2 separate regions of the Mus musculus genome follow, and region 2 is linked to region 1. Evidence: chromatin contacts called from public Hi-C data. All regions are on one chromosome and are shown on one strand. The core of a region is the stretch at or near the end of the contact, and the rest is flanking DNA. Distances in the headings are between cores, read along the strand shown.

Region 1 (5,676 bases), core at 2,379-4,878:
GAAATCTTTAAAGTGCCATGTCAATGCCATTGGGGTGGCAGAAGATTGGAGGCCCTTAACGGGGTGGGAGACAGGGAGAGCCGAGGGAAATTTAGGGAGTGAGATGGGGCTGCATCTCCGTGCCTGAGCAGCGGGTAACCTGGGGGAGACCTGAAGGCCCGGCAGGTGAGGGGAAGGACAGAAGAACGAGGTACTGGGAATGAGCGATGTCAGGCTAAAGACAGGGGTGAGAATCTGCAGAAGTCTGAGACAGCTTAGGACATTAAAGACACTCAAGGCAGGGAAGGGCAATCAGTCAGTTCTTCTGCAGTGTAAACTGAGAAGGGTGAGCAGGCTCAAGCAGGAACCCTGAGCCAGAGATAACACAGTGCTTCACAGCCCAAGGTCAGTCCTCTATCCCCGAGGACAGTGAGCTTGCCACTATTCACTCCCTTCCCTCCAGGTCACTGAACACCACACCACACCCCCCCCCCCAACACACACACACACAAACACACACACACTGTCCTTGATCCTGATGATTGTAGACGTGACATATTTTACTTCTTCACTGATTGCAGAAACCAGTGGAGACTTTGCAAAACATCACACACCTTTCTCTTGGGATTTGGGGCACCCGTACTTAAAAGGAAGCATAGACTTTGAAAATGGAGGGGGGCGGGGGGTTAGCAATATATTTAATCTGAAATCATTCCGACAAACAAATACACCAACAAACCGAACCAAGCAAGCAAGCAAGTAAAACAAACAAAAACCAAAAGCAAGCAAGCCGTTTTAAGGATAAATATTGTCATCTGTCTGACTCTCTTGACTGTAGTAAGCTTCTGTTTAATGTTTAGCTTAGTTCCTGGTTAGGCAGGAGGAGTTTGCCCAGTGTTTATTGGATCACTATGCTTACTTTGTTAATAATGGCAACAACACTTCTGGAGGGCATAATAATCCACCATAAACTGTGTAAGGAGGTGAGCTCATGTGATCATTATAACAACCGGAGCTCAAAAGAAAAAAAAAATTAATTGTTTGCCTGTTACACATTTTATCTTACCCTTAACCCATTATTCTGCCTTGCTTTCTGTCCCTCCCATGAAAGCAAATTGATAAAAAATTATTTCCTATCTCATGTGTTTAGTCTCACTGTAGGTGAGATTTAAAAAAAATCACAACTGATAGATGGAAAGTGTGGTTACATATTTTCAATTTTTTTTAATCCTGCAATTACAGACTAGCAATAGAGCGCGTGCCCTTCCAGGTGCAAGCTTGCTTTTGCAAGTTAGGAAACATGGCCACCTGGCTGTTTGGTGCAGAGCCGAGGTCAAACCTAGGACGCTACCTTCATACACTGTGGTGATCGCAGAGACACACACAGGTTAATGTTTATGCCTGTTGACTCAGTGTCTCGAAGGACACGCCACCAAATCTTCACAGCCAGGCCCTTGACTGTGGTGTATTCTCTCCTTTAGCTTGTCTTATGTAGAAGGATGCGTCAGCTGAAGGCTGACTTCAAGGGCAGAAGAAATAGCATAGTCGAGCAGAACAGCATGTGTGCTCGCCTCTTCTTCCATGGCTGTACTTGGCAATACTATCCAGGTGTCCACGTCCAAATATAATACCTTGTTTTTCTTTTTCCGCTGAAGAGGAAACAAAGTCCTAAGAGGCTAAATGTTGCATGGGACTTTGTTAGCCAATTCAACATCTGTTTGCATCTTTAAAAAAAAATGACTCATATCTATTCCTTATAAGTAGGGCAGGAGGGCAGCTGGAATTTCCCAGCTCACTCTGTGTCACTGCTTCCTGCTGCTCTTTGTCCTCCCAGGCATATTTTATTGGCAAAAAGAAAAAAAAAAAAAGAAAAAAAAAAAAGAAACAAACACTGTACTACCTCGGGGCAGCTGCCTGCGCTGACTCACGCCTCTTCTGTTTGTGTTGGGAAAGCTGCGGGCAAAGCAAGGACCTTCCTTTAATTACAGTGTGAATAACCAAATGCATTCTGAAACTTTGTTACTCAATAGCTCACCCAGAAGGAACACTGATGGTATCCAGCCAATCAAAGGCCATCTGCCGACTACAATCGGAGCTTGTCACTGATGGCAAGACCCAGTGGGTGGATCATCACCAAAAGAAGGAAAAACATAGTATGAGTTGTGTTTCTATCTTAAAACAAAACAAAAGAAAACAACCCCAAACTGATCAAACAAAACCCCCATTCCTCCTCACATGTCCTCAACCAAAGCTGAGCATCTATTGGCTTGATTTATTCCTGAAACTTGAAAACCTATGTACTCAATTTGGAAGGAGGAAGGCAAAGGGGGTGTGTGGGAGTGGGGACAGACAGAGACAGACAGACAGAAAAAGAGAGACAGAGAAGGGAGGGGAGAGAGAGTGGGGGAGCAGGATCTACAAAATGGTAACATTGAACACCGGAAGAAGAAGAAGAGAGGACCTTGTGAAGATCTAGTCAATTCTCCTGACTGGGGTTCTCATTTTAGGACTCAATTTAACACACTGCCCTGCTCAACCTTTATTGTTTCATTTCCTATGCAACTTGTCTTAGACAGTGGCTTTGTTCTGATGTCTTTAATACATTCCAGTGATTCTCTATGTCAAACAGAGAAGGGGTGGGGCAAAAAAAAAACAAAAAAACAAAAAAACCCCAAAACAAAAAACAAAAAAAAAACCCTCAATGGATACAATTAAACTACCTCTACATGTTCAGATTTTTAAGATCCTACTTAATTGAGCAAGCTCTGTTTTGCAAAACTTAATCTACAAGAGAAGAAATAAAAATTTAAGTCAGTAAGATTAACTTCTCAGTTCATTCGTTTACTTTTAAATGTTGTATTCTGACCCAAAGCATTTCCCCATCCCTCCTGGGTGCTTTAGAAGAAAGTAAATCAGGCGTCTAAACCCAGAAACAAACTCCCGTGGAAAACCAAACCAAATCACGATAAAAACAAGACCAAAGAGAATAACAATAACAAAACTTTCAAATAGCCAGCATGCTTCTAGTTAAGCCAGCAAGGCCTCCGGGTGGGCAGACACAGGTACCCATGGACATTGCGGGTGAAGAGGTCTTCTCTTCTCTTCCTGGTTGTGTCCTGCCCACAGTGTAACCCTAAGCAAACACCCAGCACAGGCCATGGAGAGAAGCTGAGTCAGGCCTTGGCGATGGGCCTAATATCACATTTGAAGTGGGTTTTCTTAAGCACTGGATGAGCAGATTTACCCCTGGGGGTCTTCCCTTGACCCCTAGCTGGTCTTCCTCTTGAGAGCGAGGCTAGACTGTGGCTCCAAAGTCTCCCAACTTAAGAGTCCAGCCCAAGGTGCTCCGTTGCTTGTCCTTGGGTTCTACTGATTTAAAAAACAAAGATCTTCTCAAACCTTGCTTAAAATGGAACCTTCTGGATTCTATCTCCAGACACTACCCCTGTAGCAGCCCTGTGGTGGGGCCCAGGCATCCACCCCGAAACCACAGGTTGATATTCTGGCATTTCCTGGTTTGGCTCTGATCCTTTGGGGTTGTTTACCAGCCCAGCGTGCGCGAGAGCTGCAGCCTTTCCTCAGCCCTCCCCCATGCCAGTGACTCACTCCTGGGGTGGTTACTAGTGCCACTCTGGGCATTGAGGAGACTGCCTGCTCCCTTGATGCCTGCTGGCTTTACTGTTTGTTCCCTCCTTGACTTGTCATAGGAGAGTATGTTATTGTTCCTCTTGCTCCTGCTATCAGACTACAAGGACCAGTGTGGTTTGCATCACAGAAGGGGCGTGCCCTTGGTATTTTCCTGTTCTATCTACTGTACTCAGGTTCTATTATCACGTGATGGGGCGGGGTGGTACTGTGGCCTCCAATAGAACCTTGTGACCTCAAATACCCGCAGATGGTCCCCTCACTTGTTTTCTGAGTCATGAAGGAACCATCCGTTGATACAATCCGACAGTACTCCCGTTTTCTTCCACTTCTTGCTCTATCGGAATTCTGGGCAGCTCTTTCAAAGACTAAAAGTTTGTAGCTGCCTCAGATTATATATTGGAATCCTAGTCCCACAGAGGTGGTGTTAACAGATAAAGTCTATGGAAGGAAGCTAGGATAGGAGTGTGGAGTCCACATTCATGGAATTAATGTCCTTATAATCAAGGCCCTGGAGAACTAGTGACCTCTTGCACCATGAGAGGACACAGAGGAGGAGCCATCTATGACAAAGCAGGCTTCTTTAGAAATCAGTCTGCTAAGTGAACATCCTATCTTCCAGAACTGTGAGAAACAAGAATTGTTCCCCCCCCCCCAAAGCTATCTAGTGTATGGTCTTTTATAAGACATATAACTTATCCTTCTGATGGTTCTACATATGAGGACCTCAACCACTGACATCCATCTACCCACATTCCTGGGTATCTGAGGTAGCTGGGGGTTGTTGCAGTTTGAATGTGAAATGCCTATTGCCAGCAGTTGGTAACACTGTTTTGTAAGAAGGTTATGGAGTCCTTAAGAGAGGGAGCTTCACCAAAGGAATTACATCACTAGGTGTGGGACTTGACCTTGTAAGGGAATAGTCTAGGCTCAGGAAGCCCCAAGACCACGTTCTCTGCACAGTGGAGATTTATTTGCCCCAGAGGGACAAAGGCAGAGAATAAGAGACAAAGACAGGAGATAAAGGTCAAGGAAACAGGAGAAGGGAACAAGGGAGAGGAGGCAGGGGTATGTCCTGGATTGGGTCAGAGGACTACCTCTGGCTAGAGAGGAGACAGACACACAAGCAAAGGGCAGTTTATAAATGTAAAGGGGGAAACGCTGTGTTAGAATGAGGTGTTTAATTTTAACTGTACAGGCTAAGGGGCTTTTGATTGCTGGACTTCAATACTTTGATAGAGCTTGGTGGTCAGCCTCAAGAGGAAGAAGTAGCCAAATAAGAGAATAGACCTTGGAAGCCAGCTTTTAGGGATGTAATCTAATGGCCTTTAGTAAGGCAGAGAGAATGGGGGAAAGGACAAGACCAGGCAGAGTCACGTGTACCATGCTCAGGCTGGCTACAGTCCCTTCAGACATGGTGGAGTTTGGGAGTTTTAAAGGCTTGTTTGTTTGTTTGGGTTTTGTTTTTTAGTAGCAGTTTTTAGTCTGCCTTCTAATCCCTACATACTTTTAAGCTAGAAAATATGATCAACTGATTTAGGTTTCTGCTGCCGTAGCTTCACTAATATGGCTGACTGTATCCCTTCGAACTGTATGTCAAAATAAAAAATAAAACCCATTAAAGCCCATTTTTAAGTTGCCTTTGTCCTAACCAAGGCATTTACTCACAGCAACAGGGAAAATGATGTATAATACCTAGGTTTATCCACTAAGCTTCATTGTTTCACATTCAGGCTAAACTTAAAACTCATGACCTTCCTCTAAGTGCTGGGATTGTATTTCTTACAGAAGAGGACAGCTTATGTGCAACAATTACCCCTCACAGTTTTGTGAACTAGTAAAGAACTACTAAGGGACATGAAGCCAGGAAAGGGGCAACATTACAGTGTGATAGCCCTGTTTAGAATATGTTAAAAATCAAGTTCTAGCACCACATCTGGTGGCCCACCTGTAATCCCAACGTTAAGGAGGCTCAGACAGAAAGACTGCAACGTGGAGGTCAGTCTGAGCTATACGGCAAAGACCAAGGCCCCAAATAATAACAATAAATTC
Region 2 (5,676 bases), core at 1,268-3,767, 40 kb before region 1:
TTATTTCTTGAAGAACAATTTATGGTTGGCCTTTGTGTCTCATTACAGATCAAGGCAGAACCTACAGGACTGGTCTAGAATACTCTCCTCACGTTCAGCTTCTCAGAGCAGCTTTCCTTGGCAAAGTTGCTGTCCTGATAATGTAATAGATTATTAACAGATTGTGTAATAAGGACATACAACATCAGAATCAACCCATTCACTCTTATCCCATTTAAATGTAATGGGCAGTGGGGGGAGGGGGAGAGAAGAAACTCACCTTGGAGAGGTTGTTATTGTAGACACGCCCTGGTAACCAGCTCTTCCTGAGTAACTGCTTGCTTACCTCACCCAGTCGAGGGAGCTTACCTTTCTGCGAGCTATTCTAGTTCTGCCCCTAAGACTCAAAGTCTCCTATTTTGGTATTTATGGAGAACACAATTTTGCATTATACAACACTAACACCTTACTTTTCAGTGAAGATACATACATATTTTTGTTTGTTTGTTTAGAGGGAATTTCTAGTGTTTAAATACATTTTTTTTCTAGGAGACTTCATATTTTAGTAAATGGACAAAAACCTTCTTTTAAAAAAATTATGCCAAGTACAGTCAGTTTGTTTTTCATTGCATTCCACTTCTTTTCTGGGGCATAGTATCACCTGTAGCCCAGGCTAGCCAGGAAATCACTATGTAGCCAGCCCAGCGCAACTTTAAACTTTTGTTGATTCTTTTGGTAAATGCTATGAATTACTAGGCCCATCATTCATTACAGTGAATGATACCGAAATCATTATAGCATAAAACACACAAAATTAATAAAGGGACAAAGCCAAGACTTCTACAAGTTATCTCCAAGGGTGATGGAAATTTGACAAATTCCATTTCCAGATCTCTCACTGTGGAGACTGAGGAGAGTCCAGTAACTGGTCTGTTGGCAGCACATGTGTGTGTCTGCATGTGCCAAGATAAAAAGCACATGTGTTTGTCTACAAGTCCAAAGATAAAACTGTAGACCACGGATCCCAAATTGATGTTTATTTTCATAGCCGTGATTTAATTTCCTAGTATGGTGTTTTACAAAAGTTAACTTGCTACAACCGTGTATAAGGTGGCAAAAGACATCTCCCTGTGGGGACTTTTGTAATCTCTTAAGAATTAGAAAATGTTAGCACCAGGCTTATAAATTTCAGTGGGAAAAGTGACTGGAGTTAGAGAGAGAGAGTAGCAGGGAGTGGGGCCCAGATTTTCCAATTGCCTGATCTTTCTGTACACTACTGGCCTGGTCCCCGTAGAAAGTGAAGTTTGAAGAAAATTCCCTTTGAGGAGCTTTTAGTGTGGTTGCTTATGGTCTGTGGATGGTGCCTTATCGTTAGGCAGGCTTCACATGCTGATGTATGGAAGATTTGAGGGCTCCAGTTGTCTGCATCTTTGAAACTAGTGGAGTTGAAGAGTCACAGTGGAACAGGCAGGAATTCTGTAGTCCTGAGAGTGCTGAAGACGGCAGCAGGCATTTTAGGAACACATAAGGAGGGACTGTGTAAGATTTCTATCATCCTACAAAGCAGCTTAAAATCTTCTATTTTTAACTTTCATTTATCCAATCCTTTTATTGATGTTCATTAGTAATGTGGTTCTCTTGGCTTTATTATAATTTATGGAGACTGCCATAGGTGGGCACAACACGGTCATAGATATTAACTAGAGTTTTCATCCATTTTACCTAAAATTTGCTGTTTGGACTTCCGAGCACAGCCTTTGGCCCCCTTCCTATCCTTGACTCTGAGGACAAAGTTTGTGAATATAAATGTCCTCAGATTGCATTTGTTATTATCACAAGGTAATGTGCACACATGGCAGTGAACAGCAGCCTTGGGCACTTAGCTTGACTTTCATGGGGAAAAACCTAAAACTAAAAACCTAAGGGATTATATAGCAATAACCCCAGCCTTGACTGACAAACCAGTAGACCTGTTTGAGGTTCTGTTCAGCCATAAATACTTGGTTTTCAATTACTTCAGTTATTACAATGCCTGAATTAATTAATCAAGCAACTTTGTGTGCTGGAAAGACATCCTTTTTAGGATGCTGTGGCTATCCATTCCTGTCCCTCGGTTGCCGCAGAGCTGTGAGACAGGTTCATTTCGGAAAGTTGAGCTCCTGAGGCTCTTCTTGCCTTACTGACAGTCTGAAAAGACGTGACTTCAGATCCATAAACGATGTCACCACTTCAAAGAGGTATAATCCCGTCTTTGATCCACTCCTCTAGCCCCTCGGAGGAGGAGGAGGATGTGTGAGAGAGAGTAGGGAACTGGGAGAAATGAGCCTTTGGGACAGGGGGAGGCTTGTCTCTAATTATCAGCTTTCCTGCTGCTCTCTGCCCACCTCTGGCTTCTAAGTTTCAGGTATAGGGAAGGATGACTCAAGGCTTAAGGGAGCCAGTCCCAGGAGCTGATACTGTTTTCCTGACCCTGCCTAAGCTACTCTGATCTTGGGTCATGACCTCAAACAGGAAGTGCTGCTAAGCTCCTCCAAACGCGGTATGTGAATGAGGGGGTGGAGTTTAGCACACACAAGCCCAGCTGCCAGCCGTTCATGTTTACAAGGGATCAAGAATTGGTCACTTAAGGTCAAGAATATATTCTTTCTTCTCCCTGCAGGCGTGCACAGTATTGTGTTACAGACTAGGAGAAATACGGACGTCAACTCCAAAGTTCTAGTTTTTCTTCTATGTTGCCTGAACGTACGTTTTGAGCTCCAAAGAACTTTGTGAACAGAGTGGCTTAAATTCAGCTCTGTCCACCTCTAATGAGTTTTCTAGAGGGAAATTTAAAGCCAAATCTTTAAACACACTCCTTCTGAGATACAATTAATATTTGGGAATAAATAGACGTTTGAACAAAGTAGTAGGAAACCACAGTTGAAGGGTATTTAAGAGGGCACGTCCAGCTTTCCTCCCGAGGACAGTGTGAATCACCAGCTCGCTCTGAGTCCTTCTTTCTGACCGGATTAATTTTCTCTCCTTCTGAGGTTTTGCTGCTTCAGGAAACCACACGTTTAGCCAAGAGCTGGTTTCCCTGGTTGTCAGTGGTCACAGTATCTGGTGTTAAAAAACAAAAACAAAAACAAAAACAAAAACAAAAAAACCCCTCTGTTCTCAGCTCACTATCAGGTAAGCTTCATAGCAGGGCTGTTCTCCGCAGTGTCCCAATTGGCATCCATCAGCTCAGCTCTGTCCACCTGTGCACATCAAGGAATGCCATTAATGCTTCTCTCATGAGGAGATTTGGGGAGGGAAGAGAGATGCTTTCCAGTTCATCTTTCTTTTCATTCATTTAAGCAAGTGTTGATCCCCATAAATTATTTATTCAAGCAGTGGAAGCTACCTCCCCAGGTGCAAAACAATCTTCTACAGGCTTGCTACTGCGCTGCTGAATGGGGGAGGAGTCAATACCTTTTAGGAGTTAGGAAGTTGTAAAAACAGGAGTCTTCTGTTTATGTATGGAAATGAGCTCTTGGTGAAATACACTGGAAACAAGAAAACGAAACCTGGTTTCACAAAGGGTATACATCAAATTGAAAAGAACAAAATCAACTGGTGATAAGACTTAGATTTGCTATGGACCCTTAAGGTTGAGAAGGGCTCCCATTTATGAGGGAACAGCCGGCCCATTCTTCATCTCATTACTAACGGTGTCTGCTTCCCACAGCTTTTCTGAGGGGGTCAGAGGAAGGTAAAGAAGGTGAATAGGGTGGACAAAGATGCACTTGGCTGTGGTGTCTACATGAGAAGTCTAGTGCCCCGGGACAGGCAGATATGTCACATACGTGGCAATAAATATGTTTGCCATGTTAATACATTGAGTGCTCACATCAAACTCTTAAGAATATAATATTCATTTACCTCATTCTGTAGTGAAGGGAACTGAGGAAGCCTGAGGTCAAGGGATATGTGGAAAGTCACAGAACTTGCTGGGAAGATAAGCTCAGATCCCCACATAGGTGATGTTGTTGGCTGTAAGGAGTTCCTTGCACACATGGACTTCTGAAAGATGGAGTTCTGTGTTTCACAAAGTCTAGTATGGAAGTTCACATGCCTCACCCCAGCCTAGAATGCTTCTTAAGATGAAGTTTCCAGCTAGTGTTTGAGCATCTCTGGGAATGTGGCCTGAGAATTCATGTTTAGTAGCTCTGTTCTCCACGTTGAGGTTGGTGAACTGCTGTCCTAGAAAGTGGTGAAGAAAGATGGACAGAAATGCCTTTTGTTTTCAGGACATAGTAGGGCACACTATAAACCTCTCCAGATTTTACACACACACACACACACACACACACACACACACACACACACACACTCTCACATACATACCACTTACAGGCACACTTTTACTTCTTCATCTCCAGATGGATATCTTTTACTTTTGTTCTTCTGTAGTTGCGTTAGCTAGAACATTTAGTTCAATGTTGAAGGAGGATGAAAGTGAACATCGCTGCCTTGTTTCAAATCTTCCAGCTTTTGAAGAGAAGATCTGAGAAGGTCATGGTTAATATACTGGAGATTCTCTTGTGAAACCCATAGTTTGGGATCTTTTGTTACTAACCTAGATTCTACTGAGAAAGACTTATGTACTAGAAGCACCAGGTTTACTTCTAGTTCTTTCAGACTGCAAATGCAGTCTTCTTAAGACCCATGTATAAGCGGATCTTTCTGGACCGTTAATGGACGATGGGAAGTCTTCATCAATTGGCACACAATGTAAGGAGTAGTAATAAGTCAGTGGTTTTCCCCCTTTGGAGGAGTCTTATTGCAATGCATGAGGAATATTTTCAAATTATGCACTATAATTGGCACTGAATCAAGATATTGCCATTTTTTTAAACTTTCTAGACCATTACAATCTACTGTCTGGTTAAGAAGAGCTATAGTATCGAAGCCAAAATCAAGAGGTAACAGTGATTCCTGAGTTCTGCCAAGATCCCCACAAATAGAAATTCACAGTGATGAAAAATAAAAGGCTACAGTTGCTTAAATTATTCCTAAACTAGTTGTTGTAAAGCAAACATCCAGAATGCTCACAGAGTCTGAGAATCAGGACTTCAAGCAAAACTTGGGGTGATATCCTTCTCTGTACCTTTGTGATGGAAGTTGAAGTTGGGGGTTACCTGAAGTTTAACTCACTGACAGATACAATTGTTTCCTGTTATCAGTTGGTACACTTGATAACACTGTGGGCTAAGCCACCTCCATATAGCTTCTATGGGTTCTAGCCTTTCTTAGTATGTAGTATTTTGGTTCTAAGGACAAGAATTCCAACAAGCCAGATGATACATCACCTTCTTATAATTACATTTGAGACCCAGTTATATGTGGCACTATTTTTTTGTGCTATACTCATTAGAAGGAAGCAAGTAATGTGGACCATAGTCAAATGAGAAGGGTTAGACTCCATCGTTTGTAGGGGTTTGTCAGAATTGTACATGTACCATAAACCATCCCAGGTGCTACAGAAGCAAGGTATGATAATAGGAATTGAGTACTTAGGGGTCAAAATCCTTTCTAAATGCTTCATGTGCATTTCTTTAGTCTTCTTACAACTTATCTCAGATGCCCACCCCCCCTTTCTCTCTCTATATATATATGATTTCTATCTTGTCTGAAACATGACTTACTTGTAAATACTGGTCATAAAATTAAAAC

What was found. A called contact is a pair of places that touch in the nucleus more often than the background predicts.
Region 2: a Hi-C map of liver shows a contact between it and region 1, with 6 times the contacts expected there. A contact is called at or near these places in 1 of 39 promoter capture datasets (liver), 15 of 484 Hi-C or Micro-C datasets (the AML12 cell line, cranial neural crest, granulosa cells and 6 more) and 8 of 130 datasets of targeted methods (CD8 T cells, the HPC-7 cell line, embryonic fibroblasts and 4 more).

What each region holds. Positions count from the first base shown.
Region 1 is chr19:21,102,662-21,108,337 of GRCm38.p6, reverse strand. It overlaps 4930554I06Rik (RIKEN cDNA 4930554I06 gene), which reads right to left and starts at 3,628. Exons shown (of 2, transcript NR_126458.1): 1 at 3,586-3,628; 2 at 2,800-3,345.
Region 2 is chr19:21,141,677-21,147,352 of GRCm38.p6, reverse strand. It overlaps Gm32979 (a long non-coding RNA gene), which reads right to left. Exons shown (of 3, transcript XR_386592.4): 2 at 3,883-4,203; 3 at 914-3,506. Among named protein-coding and RNA genes, the nearest start is that of Gm32979, 7.2 kb to the right of the region's middle.